Regions from separate parts of the Arachis hypogaea genome. Here region 1 is linked to region 2. The links are chromatin contacts, called in public Hi-C maps. All regions are on one chromosome and are shown on one strand. The core of a region is the stretch at or near the end of the contact, and the rest is flanking DNA. Distances in the headings are between cores, read along the strand shown. Region 1 holds the start of LOC112728194 (protein ACTIVITY OF BC1 COMPLEX KINASE 3, chloroplastic). Region 2 holds the start of LOC112728190.

Region 1 (6,115 bases), core at 953-3,452, 150 kb after region 2:
TTTCACGTCGATCCAACGGTGAAAGAATGAGAAACTGCCGTTCCAAAATTGCTGCTCTGTGTAAAAACGGGAAACCTAATTTCTCTCTTGCGAAGCCAATTTCTCTCACTGCAAATCTCCAATCAACATCTCCACCGACCAGAATGAAGAACAAGATGATAAGAACATGCAGTTTAAATTTCAAGCCGATCCAACGGTGAACAACTGAGAAACTGATATTTGAAATTTACTGCTTTGGGCAAAAACGGGAATTTTGTTTTTCCCCTTCTCTCTCACTTGGTGGCTACTCTCACTCACTCTCAATGACCCCAAAAATCTGAACTAGGGTTGTGGCACAATGGGTGCAAGAGACACCCTCAAAATGTTGGGCTTGGGCCTCACAAAGGAGAGAAAAACCCAACAGCACATGGTGCTAATGTTTTTGGGCAAACAAAGTCCATTAGTATGTGATGAAATAAGTACTGTGCTAACCGGAAATAGGCTTCAATTGATTGGGCACCAAACTTGGACTCAAAAGTCTCAAATTAGTGGTCACTTTCCCCTTTCCAATTTTAGTTCACTTTCATTTTTCTTTCAATATAATGCTTCCTTGTTGGAACATGAAAACCATTAGAATGCTTTTAGTTTATGTTTTTATGTCTAAAATTTTCTAATGAAAAATATAATTTTAAAAAAATTAGTTGATATTAACTAAAAAAAATTCCCTAGTCAACCTCGTATATTTAAGATAGTAAAATCAATATCACATCAATAAATTAAATAATTTAACAAGTTTAATTTTATATTTAGTTTTTAGTATTAATGTTGTAAAAAAAGTAATTAAAATAAAAAATAAATGAGTCCTAAATAAGCTGTGAAACACATGATGAGAATTGAGATGAAAATAGGGGAGTGAAACGCATGACAATTCTCTACTAATTAACATGCATTACAACATAGGTTTAGTTATTTCATTAGGCATGTGTGTTCCTAGTGTAATTGAAGTTTGACGCCTTAAAAAACTACAAAATACAGAATCTAAAACATTTTGTTTTTCTTATAATATCCAAATGAGAGGTAGTTGATGTTGATCCTTGGCAACATTACAACCCACAAGTGTACACGACTCTAACTATTTGTCGGCCACGGAACAAGAACGTTAGTTGCATGCCATAAATTTTCTGAAAACCAAAAAAAAAAAAAAGACAAAAATCCAGAGCTTCCTTGAAATATCTTTGAAACTCAAACTGCCGTAGTGCTGGCAAATATGTAAAAAAAAAAAAGGTTTTTTTTTTTTCTATACATTTTTTAATGTTAATTTAAGCAATTAAACTAAAAGTTCTACTATTTGAAAAGCAAAGAATGAGATAGAAAAGATAATAAATATTATTTATGTATTTTTAGTGAATTAAATTATTAATTTAATGATACTAAATACTTGTACAAAAGATAATAAATAGGATTTAAATGTTCCTTACTCATCGTATGTACATAAGGAGTAGCTAGCTTAAGCTGAAAGTAATTAAAATTAGTGCTACAAAGCAGATATTATGTAAATAAATGGTGATTTTATTGAAAAATGAAAATATATGAGGTTCACATAGACTATAGCACTTAATCATTATTATTGGGATTCAAATATGGACTTACTTTACTGGAAATAATGTTTGTCATTTTTCTTTCCTTTAAGGCATATTTACCCCACAACTACAATATATATATAAATTTGTTATTTGTAAAAGAAAAATTAAGCTTTTATTTGTCTTGAATAATTTAAATAGGTGTCATTGGTAAGACTCATTCTAAATATATGAATATCCGATATTTTATATATTGAACTAATGAATTTAGAGCTTTTAAATTAACAAAATAATAAAATAAAAAATTAATCACTATTGAATTATAAATATTTTTTTCTGTTTATTAAGTACCAATAATTTTATTTTTGTCTTCTCATAAAATAATAACTCATATTTAAATATTTTTTATTAGATAAAAAGTACTGCACTCCTTTTAAATTTAAAATTTATCATGTTTTATTTTTTATTTTTAATAGTAAATTAATTAAAAAAATACAGCACTTCTCATTTTTTCTTAAATATATCAGCATTTCGTTTAAAATAATTTTAGACTTCTTTTTATTATCCAAGGCGTTGTGGAAAAAATAATTGTTGGTAACTGGTAAGAGCTCTTCTAAAAGTCATTACATAGTAATTTTTTTTTATTTTGTTTTCAATTAATGTATTACAAAAATATCTTAGAAAAACTCTTAACATGTAAATCTGACTTGCTATTTTACACGTTGGAGTTCTTATTAGTATTATTTAATATTAATAACAATAATTTGTCAGTTGGTAATTCCCATTTGCTCAAACATTCAATTTGGGTCAATTTGGCTTTTTTTCCTGTGTAGGAAAGAACCCACTATCCAACTATCCATGGCTACAGTTTCAGCACCTTTGGTTTCTTCTCCCAAACCCTCTTCTTCTTCTTCTTCTTCTTCTTCTTCTTACCATGCTTCCATTTCCTTCTCAAAATTCACCACAAAAACAAACTCTTTCAGACCCAAAAGAACCATAACCAGAACCAGAAGCTTAACATGGCTGAATCCACAACAACCACGTGCTGCACTCGTGGAAGCAACACCACCACCACCACCACCACCAACCTCAGCTGCGCCACCACCACGGCCACCACAACCATCAGTGAAGGTTCTTGCACTCCCTGCTGACCGTGCTGATGACCTTCAAGCCGAAGCAAGAGCCATGGCACGTGCTTCCAATGCCACTCTATACACCCCTGAACTCATTGCCTCCAGATACAAATCACGACCCTTCAAGGTTCCAAAGTTTGAATCTTTTTGGCAATATAAATTCTGGGTATGGCTTGATTTTGTGAATTGATTGGCAATTTAACCCCTTTTCTTGGTTGTTGGTGTAGGTGGTGGGAAGGACCTTTCAGATTCTGAGTGCTTTGGGTACTTTTGCGTTGAAGCTTTTCATTGACCAAAGGAATGGGACGCTTGATCAGAATAAGAGGATTCGTGCAATTGAGCTTAGGACCATATTCACTAGATTGGGACCTACTTTTGTGAAATTGGGTCAGGGATTGTCTACTAGACCTGATTTGTGTCCACCTGAGTATTTGGAAGAGCTCTCTGAACTTCAAGTATTGTATTTCTATTCTCCTCTTTCGAAATTTCATTCTTTTTTTAAACATATGTTTCAATTGCAAATCTCTTTGAGACTATTCTGTTATGTAAAGAATGTTTCCTGCTATGCTGCAATAATATGAATATGAGTACAAAAAGTTAGTCACAAATTTAAGTAGTTTAAGGTAGTTGCATTTGATGCAGATATGCATACAATATGCATACATTATAGGTTTCTAGGGATTTATGGAGTTAGCAATGTAATTGATGAGAATTTTGATTTGGTTGAGTGTCTGATGTCAAATATGCTGCATATGTATTATGAAGCTCTTTAGCACATAATTTGGATGAATGTGCTCTTATAAGACATTAAAAATATGCAATGAAATTTCTTCACTAATTTTGATTAGTCTATTATGTTTCTATTATGAAAGGAGGAGTGTGTGAAGTGTGAACTGTGAGTTATGAAATAGTGGTACTTAGGTTGTATCGGTCATTTTTGTTATTGATCAGGATGGTTTGCCGACATTTCCTGATGTGGATGCCTTTGCATGCATTGAGGAAGAATTAGGACTATCCCTCGAATCTATCTACTCGACTATATCTCCATCACCCATAGCAGCAGCCAGTTTAGGCCAAGTTTACAAGGCTCGGCTGAAGTACTCTGGGAAACTTGTTGCCGTAAAGGTGCAACGCCCTGGTATAGAGGAAGCTATTGGATTGGATTTCTACCTTATAAGAGGCCTAGGGTTTCTTATAAATAAATATGTGGATGTAATAACCACCAATGTTGTTGCACTTATTGACGAATTTGCACGGAGGGTATTTCAAGAGCTTAACTATGTGCAGGTTAGTTTTTCTGTCAAATATCTAAATTTGTATTCTAGTTGTAGCTAAGCACACATCTATTATCAATTTAAGCATCTTGGTTTTCCTTTTTCGAAGAAAGGCTAAACAAAAGTAAGTGGTGGACTATTTGCCTAATGCACAAGCAGAAGGTAAGAATGTATGACTGAGCCTTCTTTCTTTGTAAGATCTTAATCTGGTGTGTGCCTCAATCATCGATGGATTAAGAAGACATATTTGTAATCCAAGTCTTTTTTGTTTAGGATTGAGTGTTAATTTTGACAGGTTCCTGCAGGAGGGACAAAATGCAAGGAGGTTCAAAAAATTGTATGCCGACAAGCAGGATATTTTCGTCCCCGATGTTTTCTGGGACTACACAAGTGCTAAAGTACTAACAATGGAATGGGTTGATGGAGTCAAACTCAACGAGCAAGAAGCAATTGAGAAACAAGGATTAAAGGTCTTGGATTTGGTGAACGCCGGCATTCAGTGCAGCCTTAGACAACTACTTGAGTATGGATATTTCCATGCAGATCCTCATCCTGGGAATCTCTTGGCAACACCCGAGGGAAAGCTTGCTTTTCTAGATTTCGGGATGATGAGCGAGACACCAGAAGAAGCAAGATTTGCCATAATTGGTCATGTTGTTCACTTGGTTAACCGGGACTATGAGGCTATGGCTCGTGATTATTATGCTCTTGATTTCTTGTCAAGTGATGTCGATGTGTCTCCAATTGTACCGGCACTTCGCGACTTTTTCGATGATGCACTTAATTATACCGTGAGCGAGCTTAACTTCAAAACACTAGTGGATGGTCTGGGAAATGTTTTGTATCAATATCCATTTAATGGTAAGATCATTTATGCCTTTCAAGTTTCAATGTCTTATCATTTAACTACAAATGTTAAACATGAAAGGTTTAATCATTTATTTGGCAACTTCCATTTTCAATCTTGGAGGAGTGATATAGTTGTGGACTTATATGAAAACCAGCTGTTTGTTCCTGTCTTCTTGCAAGTCTAATCAGTTGCTTTTGTTTAATGTTTTCTTGGTCCCTTCCATTGACAGTGCCGGCATACTATGCATTAATATTGAGGTCTCTCACTGTCTTAGAAGGTTTAGCCCTTTATGCTGATCCGAATTTTAAGGTGCTTGCTGCTTCATACCCATATTTTGCTAAGAGGCTCCTAACGGACCCAAATCCCTATCTAAGAGATGCTCTTATTGAGTTGCTGTTCAAGGATGCAAAATTCAGGTTTGTAGTCTCCACTATTTTGATCTATCACTAGTTGAATATGGTCTTATATCCAATCATATATTGCCACAATCAACAAAAGTAACTGTTATTAAATAATAAACGGTTAGAATAATATAGCCATGTATTTTTCTGTCTTTAATTTCTGTCTCCTATATTAGTATAATATTGTTTTATTATGTATGCTGGAATATTCATTGATCTAGTCTAGTGCAGATGGAATAGACTTGAAAACCTGCTAGCTCAAGGGAAGAAGGACCGAGATTTCTCAGCGAAAGAGGCTCTACAACCTGTTCTGAAGGTATTATTAAGTCCAGATGGTGAAGAGCTAAGGACTCTAGTAATCAAAGAGGCTGTTCGCGTATCCGAAGCTTTTACTATTGGCACTATTTCCTCAACATACCAGGCTCTTCCTGACTTTATGAGGAACCTTGTTTTCAATGCTAATGCCAATGGACCCCTTGCAATGTCAGAAACTGAATTGCAAAGTATGATAGAGCTAAGGGATCAAGTGATTAGGGTATGGGGACTTCTGAGAACCTCTAATGATTTCGAACCAACACTTTTGCTACCAATACTACAGGTAAGATCTCAAGCTTGCCTCATCATCGTATTTCGGATACTATTTTTCTTTTCTTTTTTTCTGTTTTTTGGACTTGTGTCTTTTGGTATCTATACCAGCTTTTATGTCATTATGATCGTTTACAATAAGTTTGGAGGAGCAATCCTTTTTTTCTTTTGGTAGAGTATTCTTATTTCATCGTTCTGTGAGACTCGAAGTAAGTTAGAGGAACATTACTAATATATTCAATGAAATGGATATATAGAAATAGAAAAATTTTGAAATTTACTTAGTACTTGTTCGAGTGATTTGTTCAATTGG
Region 2 (6,047 bases), core at 2,155-4,654:
TGCCATGTAGACAAAAACAGCTAATGCTTGATTGTATTCATAGTTAACATCCAATCAAGTACTGATTCTTCTATCTTTTCACACCATCTTACTTCATCTACATGGAAAATTCTAGAGATTTGGAAATATATGCCAAAATGATGTGCATTTAGTTAATCTTATGGGTAACCCCACTACTTTATCTCATCCAGAAACATCATGGTTTTATAATTTCTATTAAGGATTCTGATTGCTGTCTTAGTTGTATTGCTTAGTTATCAATAGCACATATAAACAGTTGAGACAATTGGTGCCAAAGTTAATGATTGCATCATATTTTCATTATTGCAACTATTTAATCACAATTATATGATTGCTTAATGCAAAGCTATGGTTTGGTATGGAATCTTGTATTTGCAGGAACTTCTGAGGCGTTCTGCAAAGAGAGGTGGTGGTGGTATCCCATTTATATATGTAGTGCTTGTTGGCATTATTGGCATCATTTTGGGTTTCCTACTGAAGAGAACATGACCTACTATATGTTATTGCCAGCACCAAGAACATTGTGTGATATGAATGAAGAAAACGCCAATTAATGTAATGTTGTGTTGCAACTAGAAATTTGGGATTGTGATCTGGCATAGGTACTTGTATCGGCAAAAGCAACGGTTAGACAGTAGACAGGTTTAAGAAATTTGGAAATTTGTATAACAATCTTATGTGGCACAGATGATTGAATTTTATTTAGGTTTGCCATTTCTGTGATACTATTTTTGGTTTTCACAAAAATAAGGAAAAAGAAAAATGAGCAAGTGGTATTGTGATTCTAAACTAATATACTAGCCACTAGTGACTAGACCAAATTAGATGCTACTTTACCCACAGCTGTCAAGTTAACAAAATTAGAATATTTAAAAGTTAATATAGTTAGATAACTATATACATAATTTTCAAATACATAGAATTTGAAATATGTCAATTTCATCACTGACAATTGCTATTAGATGGAGAGTAACGTCATTATGTGTGACTCCGCACGAAATCAATACATTCAGAGTCTCTCTAGTGATGGCAAATTTATACAGTAATCTGTGAATTGCTATATGACAAAATTAAGACTCTCTAATCAAGTTGCATCGAACAGCAATCTTCCGGAAATCGTCAAGGGTTATCTGCAGCACAACAAATCATTCTTAAGTAGTTAATTACATATGGTCAAAATAGATGTCATTCTATAATATTTTAGCAATATCAAAATTCAAGTTGAAAATGGTCAAGTTCTAGAGCCTAGATGGTGATTGATGTTCTTCTTGATGTCCAACCAAAAACAAACGGCTAAATTACATCCTTGAGATTTGGTGAAATTAATCTTGACCTGCCTCTATTTGTTCATATACATATTAATCCTCCCCAAAAACTAAAAACCTTCCTTTAGGAGGTCAAGGCCTATTTTATTTAAAATAAAGGATCGGATTGAACTTAACCGAAATTCTAGAGGCAAGTGTAACTTTCCCAACACAAGAACAATTGAAAAATGCTATTTAATACTGACCCTTCCATCTCCATCACTATCAAAGCAACGAATCATATCGACCAATTCTTTGTCAGTCCAAGAGAAATCATGAGCTATGGCTGCTCTTTGTAGATCTCTCATTGATACAGTTCCTTTTCCTGCTTCTGCACGCCACAACTTCACTTGTCATTGTCAAGCACCAACACCTTGTGATGAGTTAAAAAACAGCAAAGAAAAAAGCTTTCTACTCTCATTTACACATAAGATTAGAACCTAGTCATAATAAAATAATTACATAAGCAAGATATTGCTTAATCTCATCCTAATCAATGTCAAATATGTGATACCTAAAACAGAAATATAGACTTACCATTTGAAGAAGGTATATACTATAGAGGCCAATCAATGCATACAAAAACATAGAGCATTAGAGCAAATTGCTCATGCGATAAACATTAATAATATAGAATTGTGATGGGCTAAAAATGGCTTCTTAGACTATATTGGAAAATTGAGAGCTTAATGAGGAAAAAAAAGAAATGGTTCCTTTTTTTTATGGATAACAGTAGAAGACATTACCATCAAGCTGGAAGAAGTGTACAATGAGTTCATCTTCAGTCATTTGCAGTCTACTAGCAAACTGTAGTCACAATCAAAATATTAACTAAAAGATATGTAAGTGAATCACTCCAATAATTCAAGTTAAAAAAATTATAAAGGAGATGAATTTTCTGAACAGATAAACGAATGACTCAATACAAACCGATTTCTTGTTCTTCTTTCTTTCTTTATCCTCTTGATTTTGAATATTCCTCTTTTTCTCAGACTTAGTAATGTTCTTCACTACATGTTTGAAAGAGGAATCTTCTACACCACTGTCTTGCAGGGAAAGAGCAATTGCCTATCCACAACTATAATATAGTTAGAGAAATGTTTGTTGCACTCGTTTATCGAAAACGCTAAACCAACTAATGTGGACTCCATTGAAATCTAATCAAATGAGAGATGAATCAACAAAGTGTCTCATGTAGGCTAAATTGTTTAGGATGTATATAACAAACAAAACAAAAACAAACATGATCTAAACATCAAAATTACCTGCCTCAAAGCTTCATCTTCATCATCACCATCAACGTACTCTGAATTCCTATTACAATGCTTCTTCCCAGACACTTTAGCTTTCATTTTTAAACCTTTGTCCTTCACCTGTTGCATAGGTATGAGGACAGTAATAAACATCATAATTGGGTAGCTTTATCTTAAATTGAACATTCTACCAACACCAACAACAAAACAAGTAACTCAATTTTGCAATTTTTGCCCCATTTCAACAACAGCAACCAGAAAAGGTTAAACCCTAAAATAACAAGGTTTTCAGTGAATTACCTTCCTTTTGCGCGATCCAGAAGCATTTCCGATCACAAATTCTTCATCTTTATCGTCCGAAGAATCTGATACTGGTTCTTCTGCATCATCATCGGGGATATACTCATCATCATCATCATCATGATCATCTAGTTCTTCTTCTTTGAGCTTCTCTTTCCCTTTTCTTTTCAACAAGGAAGCCGCCATTTTATGCAGACCTAGTGCCTCCAGCTTTGCGTTATTCTCCGCTATTCTCGATAGCCTCTGCTTCTCGTACTCCGAAACCGTCTTTGCGGTCGCGGCAACGGTGGTTTCTTCCGCCTCTTCCTCTTCCTCGCCGGAGCTTGAAGCTGAGCCATCGTCATCTGGATCAGAATCAGGTACATCGCGTCTTGACATTTTTCCTTTTTCCCTCCAATTAATCGAAAATTTCACGCTTTTCCCAATTCCACTTCCACGAGTTCGTGAATTGAAGCGCCACGCCGCCACACCCACACACTCGGAGTTTCGGCGGGTAACGTGGGATCAGCGCTGTCATTTTCCCCCTCATTTGTTTTGGTCTCATTAATTTGGGTCAACAATTGGGCCTATTGGGCCTAACAAATGTCAACTACGGAATTTTAAATTACTTTTTTTAAGGCCCAAAACACTCATGTAATCTATACCCATAAAAAAATCAATTTTAATTGATTTAAAACAAGTGTTGAGAGTTCGAAATTTTTTTTGTGCATGCAACAACCAATGTAGCAAACCTTTAAATAAAACTTCAACCTGCAATGAATTAGTCTTTAATCTATTGTGTTAAGAGATATTGTAAGAAAAAAAAAAAAACAAAGAATTCACTCCTGACTCCTGAATCTCCTCTTTTTTTTTTTTTACACGGCAAACTTCTTTGCTCCCATTCTCTGAATGCTTGTTAAGGGAAAAAATGGAATAAAATAAAAAATATTAAAAATCCAAATGTTAAAATTTTAGTCTTACATCATTTCAAATTAAATTTTAAAATTAAATCAACTCTTCTGTTTAATATAAACCAAAGTTTAGGAAGATTCAATATTAGTCAATCTACTACTTATAGATTGAGTAAGTTATTCTAAGAAGACTCGAATCCAAATTTTTGTAGAATGTATTCCAAACTTTTTACTTGAGTGGCGAGTCTACTAAAAAAAAAAAAAAAAAGTAAAACAACAACATAAAATATAATAAAATGGTGCATGATAAAATAAATATTTAAGGGTGAAATGAAATCATGCTGTTTTGACCTTTGAGTAGTAAATAATGTAGCATATCATACCTCATCGTTTTCTTGCATCAGAAGGTTGACGTCTGGATTAATACCAAACAAAATTTAACGTTTTGAGGACAAAATTGATGTCCCATCATAATAAGTCTTTCGAGAACTATACTATATATAGTTTGAAGCTTCACCCTTTGTATTTTAAGAAAATTCCATGTCTTGTATTCTTTTTGGTTTTTTTTCGTTAATTTAGCTTAACGACATACCATATCTAATATTACCATGTAAAAAGATATGTATGTGCAAATTATCCCGCTTTTATAAATCAAAATGTTTGTATAAGATTTTATGTTTTATTTGACTAAATCGTGTTCCTAACTTTTAATATTGACCCTACCCTGTTCCATAATTTGGTGGTTATGATAATGACTTCAATCAATACGACACTTGCGTCGTTATGAACCAACTAATATACTAGGATTTGGATCTTCTAAAGTTTGAAATTCACTTTAAAGAGTAAAGTGTGATCTCTCACTATTTATTTAATAGGTGGACCAATAATAAATATGAAAGAGAAATCATTCAATGGTAGAGGATCCAAACTTTATTCTCTGAAGTAAAATTCAAACTTTAGAGGATCTAAATCCAATATGACTAAACTGCCGGAAGTTTTTTTTAATATAGAAATGAAGATGATATTTTAGTTGAATATTAATATTTGAAATATATTATAATATTATGAAAATTATTCAACGCGATTTTTACGTGTTAATCAAGATGTTGCAATGTGTTCAACATGCAGGTATTGCTATGTGTTGACTTTTTACCTACAAAATCCATCCACTTATAATTACACTAAATAATTTTATTTTTAATAAAAATACTAATATATTTTTTATATAAAAAAAGTCAACCCTAAACCGTTTAATTAATTAGTTAGCATATTATTAAAGTTTGTTTGGAATATAAATATAAAATATTTTATTTATTCGGGATGATTAATTTTTATATTCAATACAATAACTCAATAATCAATATTTTTATTTATTTTCCTAACAAATTCTAATATGCTAACCAACAAATTAAGCGTCCCAATATTAATTGGGTCGAAACATAGATTCATCGGTAAAACTAAAAATAATTAAACCTTTCAATAAAGCCTGAACCATGTTTTTTTTCCTGTGTCCCTAAATTCAATGCGAATAGATGTTTATGACAAACTTCCTCACCATATTTAATTTGACTTCAAAAGTAGATCACAATAGCAAATAAAAATTAGAATGAAAATAAAAAAAAATGTTCATATATATTAAAATCAATCGATCACTATGTTAGCTATTATTATTTGAATATATTTATACATATTCTTTAATTTTAACTAAATAATCAATTATAGAATAATTAAATCTATCATAGTATAATAATCAAATTTGTTTAAAGTTTATAATAAAAAATTATAAAATACTAAATACATATTTCTATAAGTAGTGGCCTAATAGTTGATTTTTCTATGTATACTTAAGCATTATTGAATATAAATATGAGTCTTTTTCTACTTTTGTATTAAGAGCTCATTTGTAGGTAATTTATAAGTATTTATATAAATTTGTATTAAACTTTGTAATATGCTTCGATTTTAGTAGGTTGACTGATGATATTAAATTCATAAAAAAAAAGGACTATGTAAGAATAAAATAAAATAAAACATGAGGACATCATGCACTCTTTATTATGAGACACAATGGAAGTTTCAGAGACAAATAAAGGAGTATATTAGGCCCTTAAATATCCCGCAAAAGACGATACATTTTGGGTCATTCTGATATAGCTAGGGACATTGTCAACTTCTTGATGTGTTTTGCATGTGTGGATTGCATTACCCAAAGGACTTGAAAGAAAACCAGTGCACAATAGTTGTCATCAATTATTGCATTTCTAAACATGAACATACAC

The links. Hi-C and Micro-C count contacts between places; a contact is called where the count stands out from the background.
Region 1: a Hi-C map of leaf shows a contact between it and region 2, with 4 times the contacts expected there. The contact joins the promoter of LOC112728194 here to the promoter of LOC112728190 in region 2.

The regions. Positions count from the first base shown.
Region 1 is chr12:109,804,850-109,810,964 of arahy.Tifrunner.gnm2.J5K5, forward strand. LOC112728194 (protein ACTIVITY OF BC1 COMPLEX KINASE 3, chloroplastic) reads left to right here and starts at 2,203. Exons shown (of 8, transcript XM_025778239.3): 1 at 2,203-2,819; 2 at 2,920-3,147; 3 at 3,644-3,979; 4 at 4,272-4,827; 5 at 5,046-5,232; 6 at 5,449-5,815. The coding sequence starts at 2,418.
Region 2 is chr12:109,658,071-109,664,117 of arahy.Tifrunner.gnm2.J5K5, forward strand. It overlaps LOC112728190, which reads right to left and starts at 3,405. Exons shown (of 6, transcript XM_025778234.2): 1 at 2,879-3,405; 2 at 2,591-2,698; 3 at 2,256-2,393; 4 at 2,072-2,132; 5 at 1,532-1,656; 6 at 873-1,151. The coding sequence starts at 3,256. The coding sequence ends at 1,092. It overlaps LOC112728191 (vesicle-associated protein 1-2), which reads left to right. Exons shown (of 8, transcript XM_025778236.2): 8 at 400-814. The coding sequence ends at 510.